2 separate regions of the Mus musculus genome follow, and region 1 is linked to region 2. A link is a contact called in public HiChIP or PLAC-seq data. All regions are on one chromosome and are shown on one strand. The core of a region is the stretch at or near the end of the contact, and the rest is flanking DNA. Distances in the headings are between cores, read along the strand shown.

The links. HiChIP or PLAC-seq counts read pairs in DNA pulled down with a chosen protein or histone mark.
Region 1: a FOXA1 HiChIP or PLAC-seq map of pancreatic cancer cells shows a contact between it and region 2. The contact joins two enhancer-like sites. A contact is called at or near these places in 2 of 39 promoter capture datasets (both in embryonic stem cells) and 1 of 115 datasets of contacts at active chromatin or transcription factors (pancreatic cancer cells).

What each region holds. Positions count from the first base shown.
Region 1 is chr8:79,253,963-79,260,207 of GRCm38.p6, reverse strand. No RefSeq gene overlaps it. Among named protein-coding and RNA genes, the nearest start is that of 1700011L22Rik, 8.5 kb to the right of the region's middle. Within about 2 kb of position 3,932, at least 26 of the 459 cell types and tissues checked have an H3K27ac peak or open chromatin away from gene starts, as enhancers often do. A contact at or near this core is called in pancreatic cancer cells, where this site is marked.
Region 2 is chr8:78,767,846-78,774,734 of GRCm38.p6, reverse strand. It overlaps the pseudogene Gm47209. Among named protein-coding and RNA genes, the nearest start is that of Lsm6, 50 kb to the left of the region's middle. Within about 2 kb of position 3,389, at least 45 of the 459 cell types and tissues checked have an H3K27ac peak or open chromatin away from gene starts, as enhancers often do. A contact at or near this core is called in pancreatic cancer cells, where this site is marked.

The DNA of each region.
Region 1 (6,245 bases), core at 2,683-5,182, 480 kb before region 2:
GCCAAGATGGATGGCAAGCATCAAGCCACAGATGCAGGAGCTAAACAGATAAATTTAGGAGACCAAACAAGATACAAATCAAACAAAAACCCACTCCTAAAGCTATGGAGTCAGTGCTTTGTGGAAACCACACTGCCTCTGCCATGCCTTGCGTTAAAACCACTCGACTTCTGGCAGGGGTCCATCTCTTCTCTGTAACTTTTTAGACTTGACTCAGTCATAATTGATTTTCATGTAGACCATCAAAAAACCCAAGCAAGATGCAATTTAATACTTTAGATTTTGTGTTCCAGATTTTAAGTTCTTAGTAGAAATCTGACTGGCTTGTTCAACTCTGGCAGGCAACAGAATTACTGAGGAAGAGACAATAGAGGTCGCTCAGAACCAAGAGCCCACCGCAATCTAAGTTGGTGTGGAGGACGGGGAATGAAGTATGGATGTGCTTCCTGTGTGGCTTCCTGCATATTTATCAGGCGGGGTTTGCAAGGCTCTGTTTCTTGAGGTCTGAGTGATCCGACAGTGATGCTCACTCTCACCCTGAAAAAATCCGTTGGGAGATAGAGGGGTGACTTGTTTAAGCAGCCAGTATTACTCCTTTTCCATTATTTTCACGGATCTTTCAATAGGACCGTGGAGTGGTTTGCACATCAGTGTCCCCCATGGACACATGTTTGATCACTTGGTTCCCTGCTGATGGCGCTGCTTGGGAAGGTTACAGAACCTTTAGGAGGTGGAGTCTTGGTAGAGGAAGTCTTCACTGGGGGCAGACCTTGAGGTTTTATAGCCTGGCCCTACTTCTGTGTTCTCTCTGAGTCCTGTGTAGAGATGCAATATGATAGGCTAGTTTCCCACACCTGCCAACATGACTTCCCTGACTGCATGTCTCTACATCTTCCCCGACACATTCTCCAACCCGTGCCACATCCTCCACCCCCCCCCCACCCGCCACAGCCCCTCTACATAGCAGCCCCCCCCCCCCGCCCGCCTTCCTCCCTACCATGACAGACTGTATTCCTCTGGAACCCTAAGCCAAAGCAAGCTGTCTTCCCCATAAATTCATTTTTTTGGCATATTATTTTATCATAGCAGCAGAAAAGAAACTAATACCCATGGATTAGAAACAATTTGTTAAGATAAATGTATTACCTAGTAACCAGTTTGACACACACACACACACACACACACACACACATACACACACACAGCACAGCACATTCCCAACAATTTCCAAGTATGCAACTACATATTGTTAACAATATACAGACTGTTATGCCATGGTGTCTTAGTTGGGGGTTGGGGTTTTATTGCTGTGAAGAAACACCATGACCAAGGCAACTCCTTTTTTTTTTTTAATTAGATATTTTCTTTATTTACATTTCAAATGTTATCCCCTTTCACCAAAGCAACTCTTACAAGGAATAACATTTAATTAAGGCTAGCTTACAGTGTTAGAGGTTCAGTCCATTATCATCATGGTAGACATGGAAGAGTCCAGACATGGTACTGGAAGTGCTGAGAGTTCTATATCTTGATCCAAACTTACGGGGAAGACACTATTAGAAAGAGGCTCTAAAAGCCCATCCCCACAGTGAAATACTCCCTCAAATAAGGCAGCAGCTATTCCAAGAAGGCCACACCTAATAGTGCCGTTTTCCATGGGCTAAGCACGTTCAAACCACCACACACAGGTTTCCAGAACTACTCTGATCCTGAATGATTCATTACTACGGTTTGACTATGACCCCCAAACAGCTTGTGCTAGGAATTTAATTGTCATTGTACCAGTACGTGTGATGCTCTTTTACTTACTTTCAGATCATATCCAAATTAAATCATTATATGTTGAAAATATTAAGTTTTCTACTCAACTAAGAGTTACTAGAGCAAAATACCTGATGTAACTAACAGAAGAAAATGTGTTTATTTTGTTTCCAGTTTTGGAGGTTCAGAGGCAAGGTGCTCATATCTGCCTGGTGCTGGCAAAGGCAGCAGATAACAGCCTTGGGAGCACATGTTGGAGCAGTCAAATTCCAAGGCAGGAGGCAAAGTGAGAGACTGAGTGCCACATCGTTTATCAAGGCTATGGCCCAATGATCTAAGGTGTCACTTCTTCAATGGTCCACAGCATTTCCCTATATCACCACCCTGCACATACAGCTGTTACATAGGACCTTCAGGGGATACTCATCCGAACCACAGCAGGAAGTCAGATGCTTTTGATATAGTTAAACCACCAAGAATCACGGCTTAGCCTGGCCTACCTTTTATGTGCCCAGGATTAACACTATTAACACAGCCACCTCGCATCAGCGAGTTGCTTACAACTGCCACAGCACACAACCAGTATGTGAGGTGTGCACACTATGGAATTTTACTGAGCCATAAATAAAAGCATTTTTTTTTTTCAGAAAAATGGATGGACCTGTGTATCTTTGTGTTGAGCCAGTCTCACAAATACGAGCACACACATCTCTCACTGTGAGAACTTGAGGTGGGAAAAAAGAAGATGGAGTAAAGAGCAGGGCTGTTAGAGAATGGAGAGGGGAAAGTGGTGGTGGTTGGGGGATAAGAGAAGGTGGTGGGCTTGTGTGAGTGTGACCAAAGTGCATTGTATGCATGTACAAAACCGTTATGACAACCCCATTACTTTACAGGACTAATGTGTGGTAATACAGAAAAGACAGTGACACTGAATGCAAATGTGTGAATACTGACTCAGGTGGAACTGTGGAGTAGCTCCACAGCCTGCTAGATGTTGGGCATCCCTGGGAAACTGAACACAACATGAACATGGCCCCTGCTAGATCACTTTCCTCACAGAAACACAGCTGGGTTTGATCCCAGCCCTGCAATGCTGAATGAACGAATGAATGAATGAATGAATGAATGAAACGCTTTAATGTGAGTGTTGACTCTGTAAGGATCCTAAAGGACCTCATGTTCATTCATTCCTTGCTCGTTTTTTAAATCCATCTTGCCAGAGACTGGTATATGGCACTGACTTGCATGGTCTGACTGCTGTGTTGCAGAGTCTTCACTAACAACTTCCCTTTGGGGCTCGGCAGGTTAAGGTGCTTACTGTGCAAACCTGGTGACCTGAGTTTCATCCCCAGGACTCACCTAGCAGAAAGCCCATTTTTGAACAAAGTCATTTAAAATCCTACAGTTCGTTGAACACTGAACCTGAAGAGCAGAATGGTGGTGTGGGAACTTTTGCACCATCCTGAAGTTGGAAACTTGTAAAGAGAGGTGAAACATTTTAAGGGTTATCAGGCTATGAAGGCTCTGGCTTGTTACACCAATTGGTTCCTTATAAAAGAGTCACTTTGGCTGGCTCTTCACTGGGTGCAGCAATAGAGAGAGCTGGCCCTGCACCTCACTTGGGCAGCACAGTAGATTTGGCCCTGACGATGAAGGTGTGGGTGAGCTGGCCCTGAGGGCATGAGCTGGCCCTGACACTTATCTACAGTGTGGTGGCATCGGTGACCTGTCCCTTGTTGGCTGTGGCATTAGGTGAGTCAGTTGGAGCCGTGATGGAGAACTCAGCCTGATGATTTGGGTGCAAAAGAGTTAGTGGGCTGAGCAACTCAGCTACCATTCAGGCCCAGACCCAGGGCTTTGAGTTAGCCCACCCCAGTATCTACCTCATCTGAAACTGCTGGACTGTGTGAAAGGGCTGGTCCTGCAGATCTGAAGTCACAGAATCTCCATGACACAGGGCATCAACAGGAGATCTGAGAGGAGTCCTGGTGAGGATCCAATACTGATAGAGTAGCAGAAGCCAGAGGCCTCGAACCAGACCAGTGACTCATTGCGGTGAACATTTGCAAGTGAAGATGTGTGGACAGAAGGGTGCACCTTAGAGTAAATGCACTGGGACCCACTGCAGCTTCCACAGCAAGGCGTGTTTGTTTTATTTTGTTTATTTATTTTTATTTTCCGTTGGCTATTATGAGTAACGCTGCAATCGTGAGTCAGTGTGGGATGCTCACATCCTTCTGTGAAATCCTGCTTTCAGTTATTTTGGCTATATTCCCAGAAGTGGGATTGCTGGATTGTTTGGCGGGCTCAATTTTAAACTCTTTTGAGAAATTTCTCTGATTGTACTGTGTGGCAAACACACAATTTTGACTGTCCTTAACAGGACTCTCAGACTCCAATGTACACAATGTAAATAGACCATTGGTTTCTGCTTTCAAGATGGCTCATCTGCAGGGTTTAAGCTGCTGTCTCACTACGAGTTATTGGTTGTTGTTTTCATATAGGGTCTCTCTACATAATCCTGGCTGTCCTGGAACTCACTATGTAAACAGGCTGCTTGAACTCACAGAGATCCACCTGCCTCTGTCTCCCAAGTGCTGTGATGTGCTCCAACTGACTCACCTAATGCCACAGCCAACAAGGGACAGGTCACCGATGCCACCACACTGTAGATAAGTGTCAGGGCCAGCTCATGCCCTCAGTTTTGATTGACACTTCCCTGACAATTAGGGAGCAAGCATACTCTCTCATGTTTATTGCCATCTGAGCATCTTTAGAAATGTTTCTATTCAAGTCCTAACCACTGGGTTCTTGTTTTCTTGTTAAAGAGTTGTGCATGCTCTTTATTATGCCAGATACCCAGGTTGACAGGCAGCGTGAGCAGAAACTTGCATATTGTTCATGGTCTTCTTCATAAAGTTACCAGCCTCCTTCTTTCTAGAAATGGCATTTCTGGTTAGAGATATGCCAGACACTCAACATCTCTACACCAAGAATCCAATACATTAGTTAGTACCTTTCAGAGAGATGTGGTTTAAGATACCTGCTGCTCTTGCAGAGGACCTAGAGTTGGTTCTAAGCACCCACTTCCCAAGAGGCTTACAACTACCTATTACACCAGCTTCAGAGGGATTCAACAACTTTCCTGGCCCCCACAGGCATCCTCCAACACACACACACACACACACACACACAGAGTTTTACCTACCTGGGGTCAGAGGTTAACATCAAGGATTTTCCTCAATCATTCTCCACCTTTTGAAACAGAGTCTCTGGCTGAACCCAGGATGGTCAGCTTGGCTAGGCTGCTGCCCAGCACGCCTCAGGAATCCTTTTGCCTCTGATTGCAGTGCTGGGATTCCAGGTATGTGCTGCCACATGCAACTTTTAATGTGGGTGTCAGGGGCATAAACGTCTGTCTTCATATTTGCATGGCAAGCACTTTACCAACAAAGCCAGCTCTTCAGCTCCTAATCCTTGAAGAATACAAAAACCGTGTGTGTCTTCTGCTCAGCAGCAAGTATTTACTCCTGTCTGTCCTTCTGCCTTTTCCTCCCAATCATAAATATGCACATATACTTTTTATTTAAACAATGGAATCATAGCTTATGTACCATGTATGAACTGTTTCATTTTTTAAAGCAGTAAATATAACTAAAAATAAAGTTTAATAAAGCAAAGTAAAAAGAAAGTAAAGCTCTCCCTTTCTTTTTCTAATTTTTTTCAGTCACGTCCCCCACCCCCACCCTGTTCCTTAGCACTTTACCCTCTTTATTCCCATTCACTCCTGTGGCACACAGCTCCACTGCTCCCACCACTCACATACAGCTCCCACCACACACACACACACATATACACACACACATATACACACACACGAACACACACACACAAGGCTCCCACCACACACATCACTCCTACCACACACACGGCTCCCACCACACACACAACTCCCACCACACAGGCTTCAAGAGCTACTGAAAAGAAAATATCCAAAGCACACACAGTTGGTAGGCATGAAGACATTAGTCCAGAAATGAAGAGTTCTATTATTATGACTGAAAGACTCAAACAGCCACTGTCACAATATGCGTGATAATTTAGATACTAGCCACTTTCAGCCAGATGTCAGATTCAGCTGTTCCTGGGGAAGAGATGTCTAGATTTGGGCTGAGATGGAAGGTCTATCCTCACGCGGGATCCCTGCCCCAGGACATTTAGTCTGCCTGGACTCCCTTACCTGAGCTCTTCCAACAATATCAGTGAGTGCCTTCAGAGAACACGGCTTGACACACTCAGTCTGTGATGATAGACCCAAATAGTGATTACCAGGTGATATGGTGGGCAGTGCATGTATTGTTTTATGGAAAAGGTCTTCCAGAATACTGAGTTTGGGCCAAAGATGTTGCATGTAATTTACAAACATGCTTGCTCTTCTTGGGAGCTCTCCCTGAGCTCTGGGCTATGCTCTGAGAACAGCTGCC
Region 2 (6,889 bases), core at 2,140-4,639:
GGAGCCCAGGATTCAGGCCTGAAAACCATCTTCTTCAGGACAGGAACTGAGACCAATGTTTGTCACATCTCAGAAAAGCCCAGGATGAGAATCCTAGCTGTCCTTGCAAGTTGGACTTGTGCCACCCTGACTCTAGCTTCCTGCTTAGCTGCCTTTTCCCATGGTTCCAGCACTCAGGCCTGTGAAGGCATGTGGCCCAGGCACACACATACCTACCCCAAGTACCCTGGTACCCACCACATCACCATCCATACCAGCAGGCCTTCCTACATGCCAGGAGCCAAGATTCCAGGTATGTGTGTTAGCTCACAGGAGCATGAGTTCTAGGGAAAGTGCCTAGTGTGCTTGCATAGGAAGGAGTGCCCTGAGAAACAGTGGGGTTAAACCCAGGAAACAAGTATTTGGCTGAAAAGAAGCATGCACCATGAAAACCACACAGTGCAGAATGACAGCTATCATTATTAGGAAAGAGACCACAATTGAGATTATTACAAAAGATTATTGGCCAATACGGTAAGATACAAATATATCTTATCACAGATAACTAGTGTGTTTGCCCTGAACAAGCTTCATGTATCATGTGTGTGTAAAATATCCATTTGGTCATTTATCATCATGAAGATGATAAATTTATTCATTCATCTTCAGTAAGAAGTGAAAGTCTTATTTAAATACAGTAACTATTTCTCTATGTGTTCCAACATATCAGGATTCAACTGTAGATGGATGCAGTACTAACAGTTAAAAATAAAATATTTCCAGAATTCAGGAGGCCTTGCATTCAATCTCCAGCATAAACTAACTAACTAACTGACTAACTAACTAACTAACTAACTAACCAAGCAACCAACTAGAAAGCAAAACAGCTCCTGTTAGCCTCAGGTCTTTTCTTCTGCCTCTCTCAATTTGGTTAGGCCAGGGAGCTCTCGTATGTGAACTCACATAACACATTATTTTTGCTTCTGGCTTACTTCACTTCTGTTTTCAGGGGTTTTGGTTGATGTTAGGGATACATCAAAGAGAATTGCATTTTAGTATGGCAAACATTGTTGCCTCCAGAGAGTTAAAAGCCTTATAGGTTTAGCACTTGCAAATACGTCCTGTAGTTTTTCCATAGTTCTACCAGTCTTAGTTTTTAAAAGATAACACATTTTATTATTTGCTGATAGATAAAATAGCACGTGTGTGGAAATGTGTGTGTGTGTGTGTGTGTGTGTGTGTTCGTGCATCCTTGAGTATGTAGGTCGGAAGACAACTTACAGTAGTGGATTCTTTCCTTCCACCATTTAGGTTCTAGGGGTCAAACATGGGTCATTGGGTTTAACAACACTCTTATTTGCTGAGCCATCTTGTTGACCCGTGAACACTTTTAAAACAGTGACTGAGCTTATTATATTTTCTGTTTGTGTCATTTCAGGCTTTTGAGGAGCTCAAACTTTACATACTTAACTTAAGTATAATAACTATAATCACTCTGTCTATAATAACTATACATCACATGCCAGAAAAGACTCTCCCTCTGAGACATAGCCTCAGCTACTCTGTATCCATCCCAGACATAGCCTCAGCTACTCTGTATCAATCACCCACCTTACAGGTTACAAATACTTCTCAGAGCCCATCATTTGTCCTTCCATTTCATCTGCATTCATTTTTTTTATATAACAAACTTTATTCCCCTTGGTTTTCTAGTTGAACTTTGGCATAGTTTCCTTTCTTCCTTTTTTGTGTATGGTGGATAAGTCCATAACATGTAGTTGATAAAATTTAAAACCCCAAGCTAAGCTCCCCGGCTTTAGAATGGCTGATCTCACCATATAGAAGTTCTCTGAGATGCATAGAATTTGATAGTAGGAAAGCATTTGAGTGCTTTCTTAAAGAGCTGTGTGATGACGTCTTTGTTGGTTTATTACAATAACGTGATTAAAAATAAATAAATGAAAACTAAACAGTTCTTGGGGGGGGGACCTGCTTTATTTCTCCTTCTGTTATGGCAAATTAGTTTTGCTTTAAGGACATTCTTTTTTATTATTCTTTTTTTTTCAATTTTTTATTAGATATTTTCTTCATTTACATTTCAAATGCTATCCAGAAAGTCCCTTATACCCTCCCCCCACCCTGCTGCCCTACCCACCCACTCCCACTTCCTGGCCCTGGCATTCCCCTGTACTGGGGCATATAAAGTTTGCTAGACCAAGGGGCCTCTCTTCCCAATGACGGCCAATTAGGCCATCTTCTGCTACATATGCAGCTAGAGACACAAGCTCCGGAGGTACTGGTTAGTTCATATTGTTTTTTAAAAGGAGATTCTTAATTTCAATATTTTTAAAAGAAAAAAGAACAGTATTTATAGATTTTTATTGCATTTTAACATATCTTTTAAAAAGCACTGTGAATGTGTGTGTGTGTGAGTGTGAGAGAGAGACAGACAGAAAGAGAGAGAGAGACAGAGACAGAGAGAGACTATATGCCATGTGTGTGCAGGTGTGTGTGTGTGAGACTATAACCAAGTGTATGCAGATGTGTGTGTGTGTGTAGCTGTGTCTGTGTGACTATACACCAAGTGTGTGCAGGTGTGTGTGTGTGTGTAGCTGTGTCTGTGTGACTATACACCAAGTGTGTGCAGGTGTGTGTGTGTGTGTGTGTGTGTGTGTGTGTGTGTGTGTGTGTGTGTGACTATATGCCATGAGTATGCAGGTGCCCATGGAGTCTAGAGAGGTCAGCAGGTCCTGGAGTTGGACTTGTGAGCTATTTTACGCTGCCTGGCATGATTGTTGACAATGGGAACTCCTGCTCAACAGTGGCAATCGTCCTTAACCACCAAGTCATCTCTGCAGTCTTTTATGCACCTCTTTATCCAATGGAGTTTATTTTGGCATGAGACGGGAGTTCGATTTTCCCCACTAACGCATGACCTATGCCTAGCGGTGGGACTGAGTGCACCACGACACTTAATGGTTGGTTTCTATCACAGTGTCTGCCCAAAGCAGTCGCGACTCCACCAGCTCTCTGCTGCAAGCACGCACAGCGGCTGGTCACCAGTTAGTGGGCACCTTTGTCTTTAATCCTCGCCATTCTAAACTGACTTGTTTTGAAGAGACTGATACTGTCACTCACTCTGACAACACCCCGAAGAGGACACTGTTGTTCATGTGGAAAGTCCCTGCCCAGCCTATGGGGACGTTAGGTTCCTGTAAGAGAGCAGGCACAGCGTGCCCCTCCATATCTGGGCACACTTTCTTTGGAGTGGAGTCCCTTTCCCCCCTTACAGATTTCTCTTCTCCTGGGGGCCACTTTAGAATAGGCGCTGGGTCCTTGTGGCTCCCGTGCTAAAGAGCCTATGCAGAGTGAAACTAGAACAGAACTGTGTGCCCCGCCACCCCTGTGTGTGTGAGTCACAGTCCTGGAATGTGGTACTCCCCTCCTTTGTGCCGAAGAAGGATCAGACCTGAGCCCTGGAAAAGTATTAAAGAATTGGTACCAAAAGAGACGCCAAGGCAGATGGACAAACAGACACTTCCCTGCCCTTAGTTTCAGGGCCATGTTCTCTAAAAGTGGGAAGAATGTAAAGTGCCTACTGTGTGAGAAAGAAGACCTGACTTTAATTCCCAGGGCCCACATTAAAAAACAGGCAGGGTAGCCCCCATATAATCCCAGCACTGAGGAGGCAGGGACAAGCAGATCCTAGGACTCACTGGCCAGCCACCCTATCTGAATCGGCAGCTCTATCTAAACAACAAGGTGGACAGTGCCTGGGGAATGACATCCTAAACTTACCTCTCACCCACACACATGCAAACACACACATGTGCACCTGTACACATATGAGTGTGTCACACATGTATACACACATTTGAAAAAAAAACAAACTAGACATGATAACATCAGCATGTACCTCATAGGGCTGTATGAGTGTGAAAGAGCCCCGAATGTGCAGGGTGTCACGATAGCAACCTGCTACTTAGACTGTATATAAGTACTACATGGAATACTTACACAGTACTGCGTAAATATTGCCATTACTCAAAATGAGATATGATTTTATTAAGTTGTGCATTGTATGTATGTGTTTATGTGTATGTGTGTGTGAATGTGTGAGAGTGTGTGTGAGTGTGTATGTGTGTGTGAATGTGTGTGTGAAAGTGTGTGTGTGTGAGAGAGTATGTGAGTATGTGTGTGAGTGTGTGTGTATGTGTGACTATGTGTGTGTGAGTGTGTGTGTGTTTGTGTGTGTGTGTGTGTGAGAGAGAGAGAGAAAGAGAGAGAAAGAGAGTCTGTCTGTCTGTCTGTCTGTCTGTCTGTCTGTCTGTCTGTCTGAGGTGAGGACACATGCCATAGCACCTGTGTGGAGATCAGGTCATGTTGGAGTCATGAAGTGGAAGGAGTCTTCTCCTTCCACTCTGTGGGTCCTGGGGGTTGATTCGTCTGAGTTCTGGAATCACAAGTGTACATACCTTGCTGTGAATGCTTTAACAATGTAGCTGACAGGATGCAGCAAGGGACTGGTAATATGTTGAAGAACTGAAGACGAAAACCTTTCAAGTGAATCTAAACAATCTAAGAAGAGGCTCTTTTGTCAAAATGAAGAATTCTTTGGTATGGTTGTGATTTTTGTTTGGGGGTAGCCCTGTGCATGTGATCTTCCCTAAATTCCTGTGTTTCCTGAGGAGGAGTTACATGGCTGTACACACTCTCCTAATAGCTATTGAATGTTCTTATGTTGTTGTTGCTTTTACTTTATTTTATTTTATCTTTTTTTTTTTTTACACTCCAAATTTTATCCCCCTCCCGGTCCACCCTCTGACTGTTCTCCATCCCATACCTGCGACATCCACTCCAGTAGTGACTCCAGTGACAGGCCTAGAAACCTGGATGCAGTCCCGAGGCGAAAAGTTCACGGAAACTTAGTATCCTGGAACCATGGCATCCTGTATAACAAATGCTCCAAACTTGCCCTTGTGTTAATCTGTGAATGGATCTGTCTGCTTTCTTTCCGAATTGTTTTATTATAGGTGTCTCCAAGCAATGTCTTGCCAAATGCCTAAGCAAAATTGAACTTTCCTTCCTGGCCTTCACCAATGCCCTAGGTAGTCCTTGAGCCGATCCTGGGCTTGGAATTCAGTAAGAATGTTGCCTATTCAGTGACATTTAGAATTGCCTCTAGTATTTTAAGAGAGATAGTGAAAGAAATCAGGCATTACTATCTACTACATAGAGTTAGAAATCTCAGGGCAAGCTTAGCAAAGTAAGTTTAGAATTCTTATTATAGTTATATATAGGAGACTACACTACTTATTAGTAGAAAGTCCCCACACACACAATCACTTATAATAAAAGCTGAGTCACTCCCATATACAGGAATTTACAATGGGTTAGGAAGTAGGGCAGTGGTTTAAGGAAGAACTAGAGTACTATATCATTCATGAGATGGTTAGCTAGAGCGGAACTCCTAATTAGAACCATGACTTGGGCATGAAAGCCCTTGCCCCGGGAATGTAAAGACCTCACACCTGGCTTCTAAGACTATAATTGACCTTAGATAGAGCTGACTTTGTCTCAGTTGTTTTATTGCCCAGTTTCTGCCAGTCTTTGTGTTTACATTCCTCTGTTTTGTGTAAGAGTCATTAAGTATCCAGTAACCTCATTGTACCTTGCCAATGTGTCACCTAACTTCCCTATTTTCTTCTGTATTAAAAGTCTGATGCTCAATTTGAGAAATTACATTCAGATACATCACACTCTCTCTGTGTCTGCGTCTGTTTATCATCTGCGCCGACTCCTTGCTCGCCTGTAACCGGAATTTCTCCCTTGGACTGGGGGCGGGGGAGGAGGGCGACTGAGGCCCATACCTATGACCCACCCCCCTGTCTCCATCCTCCTACCTCCTACTCCTACCCCACCAGACCTCTAAACTCCCTGGAGCCTCCAGTCTCTTGAGGGTTAGGTGCATTTTCTCTGAATGAACCCAGATTCAGCAGTTCTCTACTGTATATGTGTTGGGAGCCTCATATCAGCTGGTGTATGCTGCCTGGTTGGTGGTCCAATGTCAGAGATCTCAAGGATCCAGGTTAATTGAGACTATTGGTCCTCCTACAGGATCATCCTTCTCTCAGCTTCTTCCAGCTTTTCCCTAATTCAACCACAGGGATCAGCAGCTTCTGTCTACTGATTGGATACAAATATCTGCATCTGACTCTTTTGGAGGGCATGGAGGGCAGTCCTGATAGGTCCTTTTTTTTTTAACCATGATTTAAATATTTTCAACTGTTCAACTGTTGATATTCAACAAAGAAAATAGTTATTTTAAGATATACTTCATTGTTATGTCTCCCTTTTCAATTCTGATTTTATTAATTTGGATACTGTCTCTGTACCCTCTGATTAGTCTGGCTAAGTGTTACTCTATCTTGTTGATTTTCTTGAAGAACAGCTCCTGGTTTTGTTGATTCTTTGTATAGTTGTTTTTGTTTCTACTTGGGTGATTTCAGCCCTGAGTTTGATTATTTTCTGTAGTCTACTCCTCTTGGGTGTATTTGCTTCTTTTTGTTCTAGAGCTTTTAGGTGTGCTGTCAAGCTGCTAGTGTAAGCTCTCTTCAGTTTCTTTTTGGAGTCACTCATAGCTATGAGTTTTCTTCCTACCACTGCTTTCATTGTGTCTCATAAGTTTTGGTATGATGTGTCTTCATTTTCATTAACTTCTATAAAGGCTTTAATTTCTTTCTTTATTTCTTCCTTGATCAAGTTATCATTGAGTAGAGCTTCCATGTGTATATGTTCTTTCCATTGTTTGTGTTGGTATTTAAGACCAGTCTTAGTCTGGGGTGATCTGGTAGGATGCATGGAATTATTTCAATCTTCTTGTATCTGCTGAGGCCTGTTTTGTAACCAA